Regions from separate parts of the Capra hircus genome. Here region 2 is linked to region 1. Evidence: chromatin contacts called from public Hi-C data. All regions are on one chromosome and are shown on one strand. Each heading gives the region's core, a stretch centred on a gene start, on an enhancer-like site or on the middle of the called end of the contact. The rest is flanking DNA. Distances are from core to core; before and after follow the strand shown. Region 1 overlaps MFSD4A (major facilitator superfamily domain-containing protein 4A). Region 2 overlaps SLC45A3 (solute carrier family 45 member 3).

What was found. Hi-C and Micro-C count contacts between places; a contact is called where the count stands out from the background.
Region 2: a Hi-C map of blood shows a contact between it and region 1, with 4 times the contacts expected there. The contact joins two enhancer-like sites. A contact is called at or near these places in 2 of 5 Hi-C or Micro-C datasets (blood and liver).

What each region holds. Positions count from the first base shown.
Region 1 is chr16:2,758,620-2,764,941 of ARS1.2, forward strand. MFSD4A (major facilitator superfamily domain-containing protein 4A) reads left to right here. Exons shown (of 10, transcript XM_018060053.1): 7 at 2,498-2,645; 8 at 5,919-5,989. Among named protein-coding and RNA genes, the nearest start is that of MFSD4A, 20 kb to the left of the region's middle. Within about 2 kb of position 2,357, at least 4 of the 5 cell types and tissues checked have an H3K27ac peak or open chromatin away from gene starts, as enhancers often do.
Region 2 is chr16:2,811,164-2,817,485 of ARS1.2, forward strand. SLC45A3 (solute carrier family 45 member 3) reads right to left here. Exons shown (of 5, transcript XM_018060058.1): 4 at 5,858-6,123; 5 at 2,330-4,052. The coding sequence ends at 3,621. Among named protein-coding and RNA genes, the nearest start is that of SLC45A3, 18 kb to the right of the region's middle. Within about 2 kb of position 2,233, at least 2 of the 5 cell types and tissues checked have an H3K27ac peak or open chromatin away from gene starts, as enhancers often do.

The DNA of each region.
Region 1 (6,322 bases), core at 1,107-3,606:
CCAAGGCGTGCGGCCCACTTGCATGGTCTTGGAAAAGCCCTTTCCTCTCTCTGGGGCTCAGACTTTGTACCCACTGAAGAAAGGGGCTATGGGAAGTGACTGGTGCTGTGTCGGGAGCAGGTCCCCGCTGACAGCCTGCCGGACGAGGAGGGAAGCAGGGCTGACTTTGATCCTTCCTGGTTCACTCTGGTGCCCAGGGAGGGGGTCAGAGCGCTGTGGCCGGCAGAGGCACCATCTCGGGGATGGCGCCTGGGAATTTGCATCTTGCAGCTCTCCCAGAGTAGCACGTAGGATGACCTTCAAGGAGCTAGTCTCTCTGGAGGTCTGGGCCTGAGAGGTGGTTAAGACTTTCCATCCTGATGTGTATCCCTGCCACCACCTATGACAAAGAGGTCCAGATTACAGACTCCTGTAAGGTTGTTTAGCCCAACTTCTGACCAGGGCTCAAATCACCTCTATAATACTGCTTCCAAGCGGTCTAAAATCTGTCTAAACACCCCTAGTGAATGGAAACTCACCACCTCTCCAAGAAGTCCAATCCACTGTCAGAATGTACTTTCTTGAGTTTCTAGAGGAGGGTGGGGAAATAATGTAGAGGCTCTTGCCTGGAGAATCCCATGGACGGAGGAGCCTGGCAGGCTACAGTCCACGGGGTCGCAAGAGTCGGACACGACTGAGCGACTACCACCACCACCACCATAGAGGCCAAAGGTCATGAGCTCCAAGAAAGGCCCTTGGATTGGGCCTTGTGCTGACTGATGACTTAAAAGAAAGAACTTTTGTTCAATGTAGCTGGGAGGTGGGGGTGGCGTAGAAGCCAAACTCAAAGAGTTTGGGAATTCCCTGGTGGTGTGGGTTAGTGGTGAGGACTCATTGCTTCTACTGCAGGGGGCATGGATTTGATGGGGGCTGAGAGCAGGGAAGGGAAGGGAGAGGGAGAGAAGGTAGTAGACGTGTGAGGAGCTGAACAGGCTTGTTTGACAAGAGTTGGGTGGTGTGAGTGCATTTGCAGGCAGAGGAGAAAGGGAGGGAGCCTGTGAGGACACGGGGTCAGAGGGGACGTGAATGGGGAGGCCAGGGAGAGGCGAGGGGTCGGAGGGCAGCGTGTGGAACAGGGGTGGCGCGATGCAGGTCCCCCTGGGGGAGAAGATGAGGGTACAGAGGCTGCTGGTGGCCCAGCTCTCCAGCACACGAGGCCAGCTGCTTAAAGACAGAGTGACTCTGAGTTTGGGAGAAAGCAGGAAGTCGGAGGCATCCACGGGACTCAGACACTGGCAATAAACTCAGCCGGGGTGCTGGGTTTAAAGAGGAAAATCAGATTTCTGGGTCCAACTCAGACTTGGTGAATCCGAATGTCCAGAGGTAGGGGCTAGCAATCTATACCGTCAACAGACACCCGAGGGCGGGGGTTGGAGGGTGGGGGTGTTCCTGTCATCAAGAAGTTTGGAAAAACACTATCCTACAGCAAGTGATTCCCAAATACATTAGCCCCCTCAACCCCATGTGCTTTTGGAATATACAGATTCCTGGGCCCTGGCCCCGGGGAGTCGGGGAGTGGAGTGGAACCCGGGTGTCTGAGTTGTTTTTAAGCTCTTTAAGTGCTTTTCTTCGGCAGGTTGCTGGGACCATAACTGAACCGCCCTGAACGGGGTGCAGCTGCCAAGTCTCAAATTCACCGCGGTTTCTTCTCAGATTCCACTCCGTTTAAAATTAAGGGTTAAGGGTTATTCTGCTCTTGATGTTCTCCTGGATCTCAACGCTGTGTGCGGGGCCCTGCAGGGAACGGCTGGGCTGCCATATTCTCTAAGTGGAGCTCTCTGGCTTTAGGGCGCTTCCAGTTGGCTAGGGAAGAAGATGGGGAGAGGGAGTCTGTGTCCTGGCTGGAAGGCAAGGCGAGGGTGAGGAGCTGGTAGGCAGCTGGGGAGCGGGGCACGCCGAGTGGGGGCGGAGTTGCTAACTTGCCCTGGCATCCTGCGTCTTCTGTCAATCAGGCTAACGTAAGAGAGAGGTGCGGTTTGTTGTTGTTTTTGCCACACCTCGCCACGTGTGAGATCTTAGTTCCCAGTCCGGGGATCAAACACACGCCCCCCGGCAATGGAAGCGCAGGTTCTGAACCGCTGGACCGCCAGCGAAGCCCTGAGTTGGGTGTTTTTCAAACGTGCCAAGTGTAGCGATTCTCAGGTGACTCTTGGAGGCCTGGTGTAAGCGGAGGGGAGCAGGAGGTGACCGCTCCTTAAGCTTGCGCGGCAGGCCGTCCGCGCGATGCCGGGGGCTGCTGGCCCTCCTCTCCGGGTCTCTCCTGTCCTCGGCGGTCTCCTTCCTTGGCAGACGCAGCTGGGGAAGGTGCAGTTCCCGCGCACTCCACAGGGCCGTGCCCTAGTCACACAGCCCGCCCGGGGCCAGGAGGCGTTTCGTCTGGAGACGGACCGGCTTTTCTTTCTCAGCGGCCTCCCAGCTGCTCCCCAGCTCCTCAGCGCCCCCTTCTCTGCTGTGACAGGTCGGCGTGGTGGTGACGTTCCTGGTGCTTCTTGTTTTCTCCCATAACGTGGTCTTCCTGTTCGTGGGGACGGCCAGCCTGGGTCTGTCCCTCAGCAGCACCTTCCCCAGCATGCTGGCTTACACCGAGGACGTGCTGCAGTACAGAGGTGAGCCCCTCCTTCCTCCGCGCCCACCCTCTCCCCGGGGCCTCACAGCCTGAATGTGGGAAAGGCTCACAAACAGTGTTGTTCCCACCCGCGTGGCCCCCTTCTTTCAACATATGCTGGATCCGGAGATTTCAGACCACAGACAAGCAGTGAGCGCCTCTTTCCCATCTTCTTTTTCCCCATAGTGGTTGGTGGTGGTGGTGGTGGTTTAGCCGCTCAGCCGACTCTGTGTGACCTGGACTGTAGCCTGCCAGGCTCCTCTGTCCATGGGATTTTCCAGGCAAGAATACTGGAGTGGGTTGCCATTTCCTTCTCCAGGGGATCTTCCTGACCCAGGGATTGAACCCAAGTCTCCTGCATTGCAGGCAGATTCTTTACCAACTGAGCATGTTACACAGCTGGCATTTTGGGTAACAGGCATGGGCTGGAAATTCCAAGTTCAAGGAAAAGCAAATATGCATGGGAAAAATTATAGCACAGGGAAAGAGTTTTATAACTTATCAGTAAAAGTACCTGCTTGCTTTGTTTTCTTGTGGATGTTGTTGGAAACAGAGGATTGGAACAATGACTCCACACCTGATTCACGGTTGTGACATGGCCTTTTTGAAAACCTCTGATTCTCTCAACTAAGCTTCCCTTTCTGTAGCCTCCCGAGTGTGCATAGCAAAGATCTTTTTCAGAAAAACAAGTTAATTAAAAATTATTATGTTTTGAACATTTAATGTTACCCTCAGACGTAATCAGATTCCCCAGAATGTTGGAAAACCACCACTAAAGATGAGTGATTTCTTTGGAGCAGGAGTGGGGGCAGTTGGTGTCTGGGGGCTGGAGTGTGGGGCAAGACGGGATCAGAGCAATTAGTGCTACAGCCCACCCATCTGCTGAGCTGATCCTGAGACCAGGATCCTTGAAATCCCAAACTTCAAAGAAGTAAATGGAGGAATGAGCTGATGTGGGCATTACATATCACCTAGTATATCCCACAGAGGTTAAAGGGATCAGCAAATGTTAGAGTTTAATGATAATAACAAGGTTATGTCGGTTGGTTCTGCTGCAGATAGTCACTCAATCTCTCCTCTTTTCTCACCATCCCTGCCTTGGTTCAGGCCTTTATCAACCTCTCACCTGCTTGGAATAGTTAATGGAGCCCACCTTTTCATGATTTCTGATCACCCCCATCTGTGCCATGGCAGCTCTTGGCTTGTCTCCTGGCCTTCCAATTTGCCTCCATCAGAGGTTCTCAGTGTGGTTCCACATTCTAATCACCCGGAGCCCTTGTAACAGAGCCTGGGCTTCATCTCCACACAGTCTGATGTACTCGAGCTGCCGGGTGATGGTACCGTGCAGCCAGGGTGAGGGCCGCTTCCTGGGCCGCCACCCTCTGCAGACGCAGAGGGACTGCTTGGAAACGCAGAGCTGCTCACAGCCCCCATGCCTTCCTCTGGAGCTCTCTCCCTTTCTGCAGCCAACCTGCCTGCTTCCCCTGAGGCCGCCTAGTTCAATCACCTGCCACCCCTCGATGGCACAAAACCCGCTGTCTATCTCCACCCTTTGGCACAGGCGGGACCCTCACCCGGAACGCCCTCTCATCTGCCTGCTGGCGCCCTGCCCCTTTCACACCCTCGGGAGCCTCTGACCCCACTGGGAAGGCGAGCCCCCTCCCTGTCCTCGCCCCGCCTGTCCGTCCCACCTTTGTCCTAACGTTACCTGCCGTTCCTCAACATGCACCCTGAGTGCACCAGCGAGGGACGGAGGCCAGAGCTTGGCTTTGAGGTCAGCAGCAGACCTCAAGGTCCGCCTCGCCTCCATGCCTTCCGGCTCTGTCACCTTGCGCAGTTCATCTTCCTCCCTGCTTCTGAGCCTCAGTTTTTCTCTGTGCAAAATCAGAATGCCAACACCTTCCTTTTAGGGTTGTCCTGTGCATTGGAGGGCATGCAAAGCTCTTGACTCAACAGCGTAAGGTGCTCACAGGTGCTCAGTATAGATGTTAACTCGGGTGAGTCACCTGAGTGCCCTCAGGGTTTAGCACAGTACCTGCCCATAGACGCTACTGAGGAGAGTAGACACTCACATGGGTGCTACGGACCATCTAGAGACAGGCTCACGGAGGGGACGGAGCACTGAGCTGGCCCAGGGTGGGTCAAGTCACAGAGGAAGGGCGTGCTGGGGAAGGGAGAGGCAGGGCAGTGAGCACTGTGAGGGCAAGGGCTGAGATGGGGGTACACCTACGTGAGAAAAACGGGGGCCTGGAATGCCGGAGGGGATGACGCTGATCTCTGAGTGTCTAGCAAACGTTGGTGCTGGTGACAGGCTGAACTAAAATTCAAAGCGCGGACTCTCTCGTGGGCTGCCTGGCAGACAGGGCGGGCGGAGGGGGCACTACACGAGAGCGGGGAGCTAGGGACAGAGGGAGCACAGAGGAGCAGCTAATGCAGGCTCAGGGCTGGGGAAGATGATAATGAAGGCAATCTCCAAACACGAAGGAATTTTCTAGACCAAGAGGAGGAGGAGGAGGGTTCAGGAGGGGGTGAAGGCGCGTGTCAGAAGCTGGCGGTGAGCGTGTGTGCAGGTCAGCAGACGCAGGAGTCTCTCCTGGCTGGAGGGTGGATTGTGAGCAGACAGTGTGATAGTCGGAGCTTGCAGTGGGGCAGGTGATAAGAGCGCCCATGCAAGCCACATTAAAGCATCTGGCCCTGACCCTGAGGGCAGCGTGAAGGGTTTAAGCAGAGAACCGGCCTGGTTTCGAGGCTTTACTGTGGGCAGCGCTGGGCTGAGGGCTCACATGTGTTTGCATCAGGGTTATCCACACAGCAGCCCCGAGGAGATCCTATGCCCATTTTACCGAGACAGGGAAGGAATTGCCTAAGGTCCCGTAGCTAGTAGGTGGCGGAGCAGGCTTGGAACCCGGGTCTGACTCTGAAGCTTGGGCTCTGAAGGCCTGTGCCACGTGGCCAGATTGACCAGAAGCTGGCTGGTTAGTGCAATGCCAGGGGAGTGAGGCCTGCCTGGCAGGGGAGAGCAGGAATCTTCCTGGAAAAGTAGTTGGTGTTCACACTGGGAAGGGCCCTGAATGCCAGGCTAAGCAACTTGGAATAAATGCTGAAGATAATCGTGAGTAACTGAAGGCTTCAGAACTGGGGGATAATATAATGACAGACCCAAGCAAGGTCAAGGGCTCACATCTGAGAAACCTCAGGGGTCCCCCTGGATTATGCCAGCGGACGTGTCTCCGTAACTTGCCGTCACTAAGCCCGGTCCTTCTCTCCTGTTCAGGCTGTGCGACCACAGTGCTGGTGACGGGGGCGGGCGTCGGAGAGATGGTCCTCCAGATGCTGGTCGGTTCGGTACGTCGGGAGACCCAGGGCGGGGGGATGAGGGGCGCGCCCCTCCAGGCAGTGGGAAGATGCAGCCAGCCCCTCCTGAACCCGGCTGACCCTTCCCCGGGCCTCCTGCACAGCAAGCAGGGCCCACTCCGTCTGTGCCACCTGTTTCCGCTTCTGAGCCACCCCTGGAAGCTGAGCCTCCAAATGCGGGACTGGAGATGTGAAGGGCCATGAGGCATGGTCCAAAGCAAACACAAGCCGTGTCTGGGAGCGGGGCCAGGGGCCCCGTGGGAATGTTTAGCTCTCAGAGCCTGGGACAGGCTTGGGCTGCAGGCCCAAGAATGGAGCTCCTTC
Region 2 (6,322 bases), core at 983-3,482, 52 kb after region 1:
GGTCCAGCACATGGGACACTAGACAAAGACTGTGTGACGAGAAGGAGAGAACGGTCACTGGGCACTGCAGGGTACTAAACAGCGTCCTGGGGAGCAGAACGTGGCACGGAGCCACGAAGGGCGGGAGTCCAGAGCTGTGTCTGCAGAGACAGTCGGCTAACCCCTCAGCGTACACACAGTGGAATGACTTGTCAAAGGTCAGGCGTTAGTCAAGGGCAGACTGAAGTCAAGGGGCGGGATTGCCAGGGCACCCCACGCTACCTCCTCGTGTGTGGAGATCTCGTGACAGTGTTGGGTAGCAGCGAGTTTCAACTCTGCACAACCCTCCAGCCAACGGTGACAAAGCTGCCAGGCCGCTGTGGTCGAATTTGATCCTGGAAACCAAGAGCTCTTTCCCCGGCTGCACAAGCAGCACCCCGAGCCCCAAGCTGCCCACTGAGGGGGTGTTCCCTACCCCCGCCCCTCCCACTCCCGTTCCTGCAGGGAGAAGCACCCCAGGCCGGAAAGACAGACCCATGAAGGAACAAAGGATGGGGCAGCCCCCCTCCAATTCCTGGGCTCAGACCACAAGCCAGCACTCCATCCCGTTCTGGGAGATGGCAGGCGCTGGGGGATGAAGGTAGGGAGGTGCGGATAGCCTGACCCTCCTCTCTCCACAACAATCGTTTCCTTTCTCTAAACTCTGTTAACATCTTTGCTTTGTGTTCTTAAATTTTCTACGTACATCCTACCTGATACATCTATGACACCTGATCACACCTCTTATTCCTTTCCATCTAAATTAATGATCTTAAAGGACACTGGCCAGGTTGTGTCCTTGACTCATCTGAGACCCACATGGAAAGGACTGAGTAAATCCTATTTGTGGTATCTTTGAGGTTACTTGCAGTTTCCTTCTTCTTTCCAGAGCCCCCTTTCTTCCTTCTTCTTTCCCCCTTTTCTGTACTTCTTAGTGAGCTGGCATTTCTGTGAGGAATGTAGTTTAAAGCTGAGGAACTACCATTGTGAATCGACCATAATCCAATATAAAAAAAAAACAACTGAAGAGCTACCAACATAAGACCTCACAGCCTGTGAGCTGGCTTAGCGGGTCTCCAGTATTGAAAATTTGTGCTCGTAAGGCCCTCTGAAATTAAGAAAATAATCTTTGGCCTGCAGACCACGCCTGGAGAGCGGCCCCCTCTCACTGCAGCTAGAGAAAAAGCCTGCGCAGCAACAAAGACCCGGCATAGCCAATGAGTAAGTAAGTGAAATTATATAAAAAAGGTTGTTTTAATTTCAGAGGGCCTTATCTCGGCTCTAGGCTTCAGGAGGTGCACTTCCTCGGTTCTTTGAGCGAAGGCTCATGGTGCACGGGCCCAGCCGCTCTTTGGATGTGGGATCTTCCTTCCCTTCCCACAGGGATCAAGCCTGGGTCTCCTGCACTGACAGGTGGATTCTTTACCACTGAGCCACAAGGGAAGCCTGGGAAAACAATTTTATTTACAAGTGCATCGGAAGAATACATAGGAACAAGTCTAACCACAGAGGTAGATGACTCGTGCGGGGCTAGCCAGAAAGTTCATTTCCTTTGGACCAGGAAAAACAGTGAACATGCCTCTGGGCCAGCTTCCAATTTCTGGCGGCACGGAAAGGCTGACATCAGACCAGTGGCTCTTATTGCTTCTCACACACACACACATGCATGCTAGGCCAGGCCTTGAGCTCTGTTTCAGCGTGGTAGAAATTAGAGAAGTAAAATATATATGTATGTATATATATAAACACATGTAATCTCTAATCCTGAACCTAAATAGGCAGTATCAATAGAAACTCACCATGTATTGACGTGAAACATTTTTTTCCCCTAGTTTGGTCCACAGAAAAGGCCTAATACCAATGATCAAGCTAATAATAAGTACTCCCAATGCCAACATTATGGTCACTGTGGAAAACAACCTTTTCCCACAAAAGTCAATCCCCTTAGAGAAAATAGCTCATTTCAGATCTACGGCAAGAAACACACAAGGTGAGCCGGGACATCTGGTAATGCCAGAAAGCAAAGACGCTTTCAAAGACCATTAAGTTTGCTAGGGGCATCCTCTTGTTGAGGCTCTTCTTGGCCACACTGTGAGCCCCGTGATAAGGAAAATGCGCCCCTTCCCTGTGCCTTACCCCCCTTCGCCCCCAGAGCGTCTCCCCAGTCCCCGGGTAGGACAACGCAACAGGCAAAAGACAGATGAGTGCTGGTCTGTGGCTCCCCCTGCTGGCGGTGCTGGGACCTGCCGCTGCCCAGACCCGGTCTTGACAAGGGCTGGTCTTTCCCCCTCAGAAAAGACACAAAGACCAGTGAAACATAGAAGAAGGCTTTAATTTCATCACCATAAACATTATACTCTGATTGCTCACATACAGCATAAAATATTTACTCCGCTAAATAAATAAGACGTGACATTATTACAAACGGCACTTAAACCCCCCAGAGAGATAAGACCTCCTTAGCCCAGGCAGGGGGTGCTCCTGAGTTTCTGCACTAGAGTTCTTAAGCACAGATATGCCCTGGGGGCTGAGATGGATAGAGGCTCAAAGAGCCACACTCTGTGCTTCTGGTCCCACAACAGCCCCAAAGAGGGGACTGTGGAGCGGGCGAGGAAAGGTGGGCTTGGAGGCCCAGTCCTAGAGGGGGGGGTGGGGAGTTTGGGGGCTGGCAGGGTCACGAGGTGGGGGGTTCTAGGGAGGCTGCTGAGACCTGGAGCCCCACCCTTCACATTCCCTATCCCTCCCCACCTCAGGTACCAGGAGCTGGGGTATCAGTTGGGATGAGTGGAGTTTGCAAGCTCAAGGTTAGGCAGTTTAGAGGCCAGACCAATCCCTCCAGGAGAAGGAGATTCTGGCAACCCTCAGCCCAATAACCAACCATCTCAGGGGACCTAGTCGCCGAGGATCTTATCCTACCCAACTCCTAGACACCTTGATTCCCCTTCTACTTAAATAAATAAGTTAAATATTTAAAGACCAGGGTCCCTGTGATGGCACCACAGGGGCCAACAAGCAAAGTCCTAATAAAGTGTAGGGGAGGGGGAATAGCAGAAAGGGGGTGCTGGAGGGCGGGGCAGCTTGCCTTCACCACTCAGGATCGTGCTCCCCCCAAGTCCTTTCCGTACTTGCAAATCCTGCAGAGTCTCACCGTAGAAAACTCCCATGCAGGAGCGGCAATGGGAGAACCTGCAGGATAAAGGCCCTTGGTGCTAGAACAGGCGGCTGCATTTACTCAAATTTGGGATTTACCCCGATCCCTTCACTGGGTGTGTCCTGACCAGGACCCCAGATGTCCACCCTGAGCCTGGGCGATCCCCAGGCAGAGTCCCGCATTCCAGTGCATGGACCTACTTAAATGCCCTGCCCTTCTCCCCTTGGAGAAGTCCAGACAAGCCTTCTGAAGAGCAACCAAGCCAGCCGGCCCGCCTGGCATAGGGCTGAGAGGGAAGAAGCACGTCGCTGCCACCGGGAGGCAGCGGAGAGCCACACCAACCACTTTGGCAGCAGCAGAAAGGGCAAGACCAGCCCCGGCCCCAGGAGGCTGAGCAGGGAGAGCCGGACCGGGGAGGCAGGCCCTCCGCCCTCCATGCCTGGCGAGCACCCTACACAGAGTATTTGGCCAAGTCACTCTTGTCAAATACTACCTGTGTGACAAAGTAAATGGCAACCAGACCCAGGCCTGCCGCCGAGACCATGTAGGCAGTGACGGACTGGCTGAGCTGAACGATGAAGCCCATAAACAGAGACGGAGCCACCTGAGACAGCAGGAAGGCGCTGTCCAGAATGGCCAGGTCTAGGCAGATGCCACGGCCCGGGACCGCCCTGGCCTCGGGCGGCTCAGCCACCGCGGTGCGCACGGAGCCGTCACAGGGAGAGGCCCCGCAGAGAGCGGGCGGGGCTGCCAGCAGGCCACCAGGCCCCCCGTGTCCGTGGGGGGAGGGGGATGCGGCCTTGGGGCTCGGCAAGAAGCTGGTCATCACGACGTCCTCGCTGGCACCGCCTCCGTCGTCTCCTCGGTACTTGGGCAGGAAAACCTGGGGGAGGAGAGGGGGACACACCAGGACAGGTCAGCACCCAGACACGGGGTCCCCCAGCCGTGAGAACCAGCCCTGGCCTTCATCTCAGGGCCGAGAGGAAGCCAGCAAAGGGTCTCAATGAAAATCGGGAGCAGGGCAGAGAACTGGGCAGACCCCTGCGTGGTCTGCGTCTCCGGAGAGGAGTCTCCTCGGGAATGGGGGTGGGGGGCCCAGAAGAGGACCCCTGAAACCACATGTCGAGGTCTCCTCCAGCTTCTCCTCAAATCAGTGTGACAGATGCAGTCGGCACTGCCAGTTAGGAGGAGGACAGAGCCCCAGGGTAAAAAGGAAAGACAGAAGAAGACCGGAGGGCAGAGAGACACGGCGGAGCGGAGGAACACAGGTGAGGGCCCCGCCGCGCCGGGCCGCCCGCTCTTCCTGGCCTCCTCCTCCAGGTCCCTGCCACCTGCCACTGGAAACCCTCGACTCCCGTCCCAGCTGCGCTCCTGTGGGAGCCGTCCTGTCTGTCCTACCATCTGCCAGGGACAAGCACGCCCTGACCCTGCCCTGCCTGGGGCGCCCCAGAGCCTCCCATCTAAGGATAAGTCCCGTCTGACCGCCGTTCCGGGGCCCACGCGTGCCTGGAACACCGCGTTCTCAGGGTCGGCTGCATCAGAGCCGGGAGCCCGCCAGCGGAGCTCGAGCCAAGGCTCGTGTGCTGCCAGGAAGCGGAGGAGGCGGGCAGGCCGCACGGGGGCCAACTGTGCCTGGGACTCTGCCCCGGCCGGCCGCCCTGCCCTGGGGACAGACATGCTTCCCAGTCGAGGGGAAGACCAACCCCAGCACATTCTCTGGCCATGCCCAAGGCTGGCCCCTGGACGCCAGCCTGAGCCCCCAGTCAGCGCAGGAGAGACTGGAGGCTGATAAAGGTCATCAGGGCGCCCACAGGGGCTGCGGGGGTCAGGTTCCCCCACCCCACGCCCACCCCTGCAGCTGCCCGATTGGGTTAACACGCCCCCCAGCCAGGTGTCTCCTCACCCGTGTCCTGCCAGGGGCAAAGCATGTCTCCCCTGCAGTCTGGAAGCCCCATGAAGGCAGGCTGAGCCTCGTTTTCCTTGGGACACCCCTGGACAGAACTCTGGAACCGGGCTGCAGCTCAGTGAGGCTAGCGGAGGCCACAGAGGTGACCACACAGCCGGGCTCAGAAGGTTCCCACAGGAGGAGGCCCCTGGAGGGGCTGCTTAGAGCGGGGCTAAGCAGGGAGGAGCCCCACGACTTACACAGTGCCCAGGCAAGCAGGGGCAGGGGCTCCAAGATCCGCAGCGGGGGCGGGGGAAGGGGGCAAAGGAGGGAGGCAGGAAAAGGAAGATAAACTGAAAGAGGGGAGGGCGGAGTCGGGAGCCTTCCCCCGTCTGAGACCAGAGCAAGGTCAGTAACCACGTCCCTCCCTGGACAAGGCCCACGCCAGGCCTTTCCCACTCACAAGCTGCGGAAGCTAGGTGCCCCAGAGGTCATCTGATCTAGCCCCTGCTTCTGCACAGAACACCGCAACCCAGACTGAGGACTTCGCTAGCCTGCCTCTTCAGGATTTCCAGAGTCTTCCACATTTCCTGCAATCATCCTCTTTAAGGGCTTTATAATCCTGACATCAGGAAGTCGTTCCCAGAATCTAATCTACACCCTCCTTCTGCAGCCCAGGTCTCTGGCCCTGGGACCACAACAGGCTTCCTCTCCCGTCAAAGAACTCCTCCTCCAGCTTCTCTGGCCAGACCCTGGCTCTGGACTGCTCCGCCAGCCCTCCCTGCCCTAGCTCTGCTGAGTACCTGCTTCTCGCGGTGGTAGAGGGAGGCGAGCGTGTAGGGCAGGATCTGCAGGGCAGAGAAGGTGACGCCGGTGAGGGCAGCTGAGGCGGTCACCACCGCCACGCTGCGGGACAGGCACGTGGCACCAGCCGCCACGGGGAAGGCCACCACGCTGGCCAAGTAGACTGCCCGGGTGCCAAACCGCTGTACCAGCCGGTCCATGACCAGGGAGAAGAGCAGGGAGATGGCACACTGCAGGAACAGCCCCAGGCTGCCCATCCGGATCCCTGGGGGTGGAGGGGGAGAGGGCCCATGAGAACCAGGAGCACCGGTCCCTGCTGCCCAAGATCCATCATTGCCAGACCTGCGCCCAGTAACCCACACCCACCCCAAGCAGCAGGAGCCTAGGTTAGGGAAAGTGATCATAGCCACTGGCCAACGGCCGAGGAAGCCGTTCTGAGGGCTCAGAGCGCTCAGCTTCCAGGA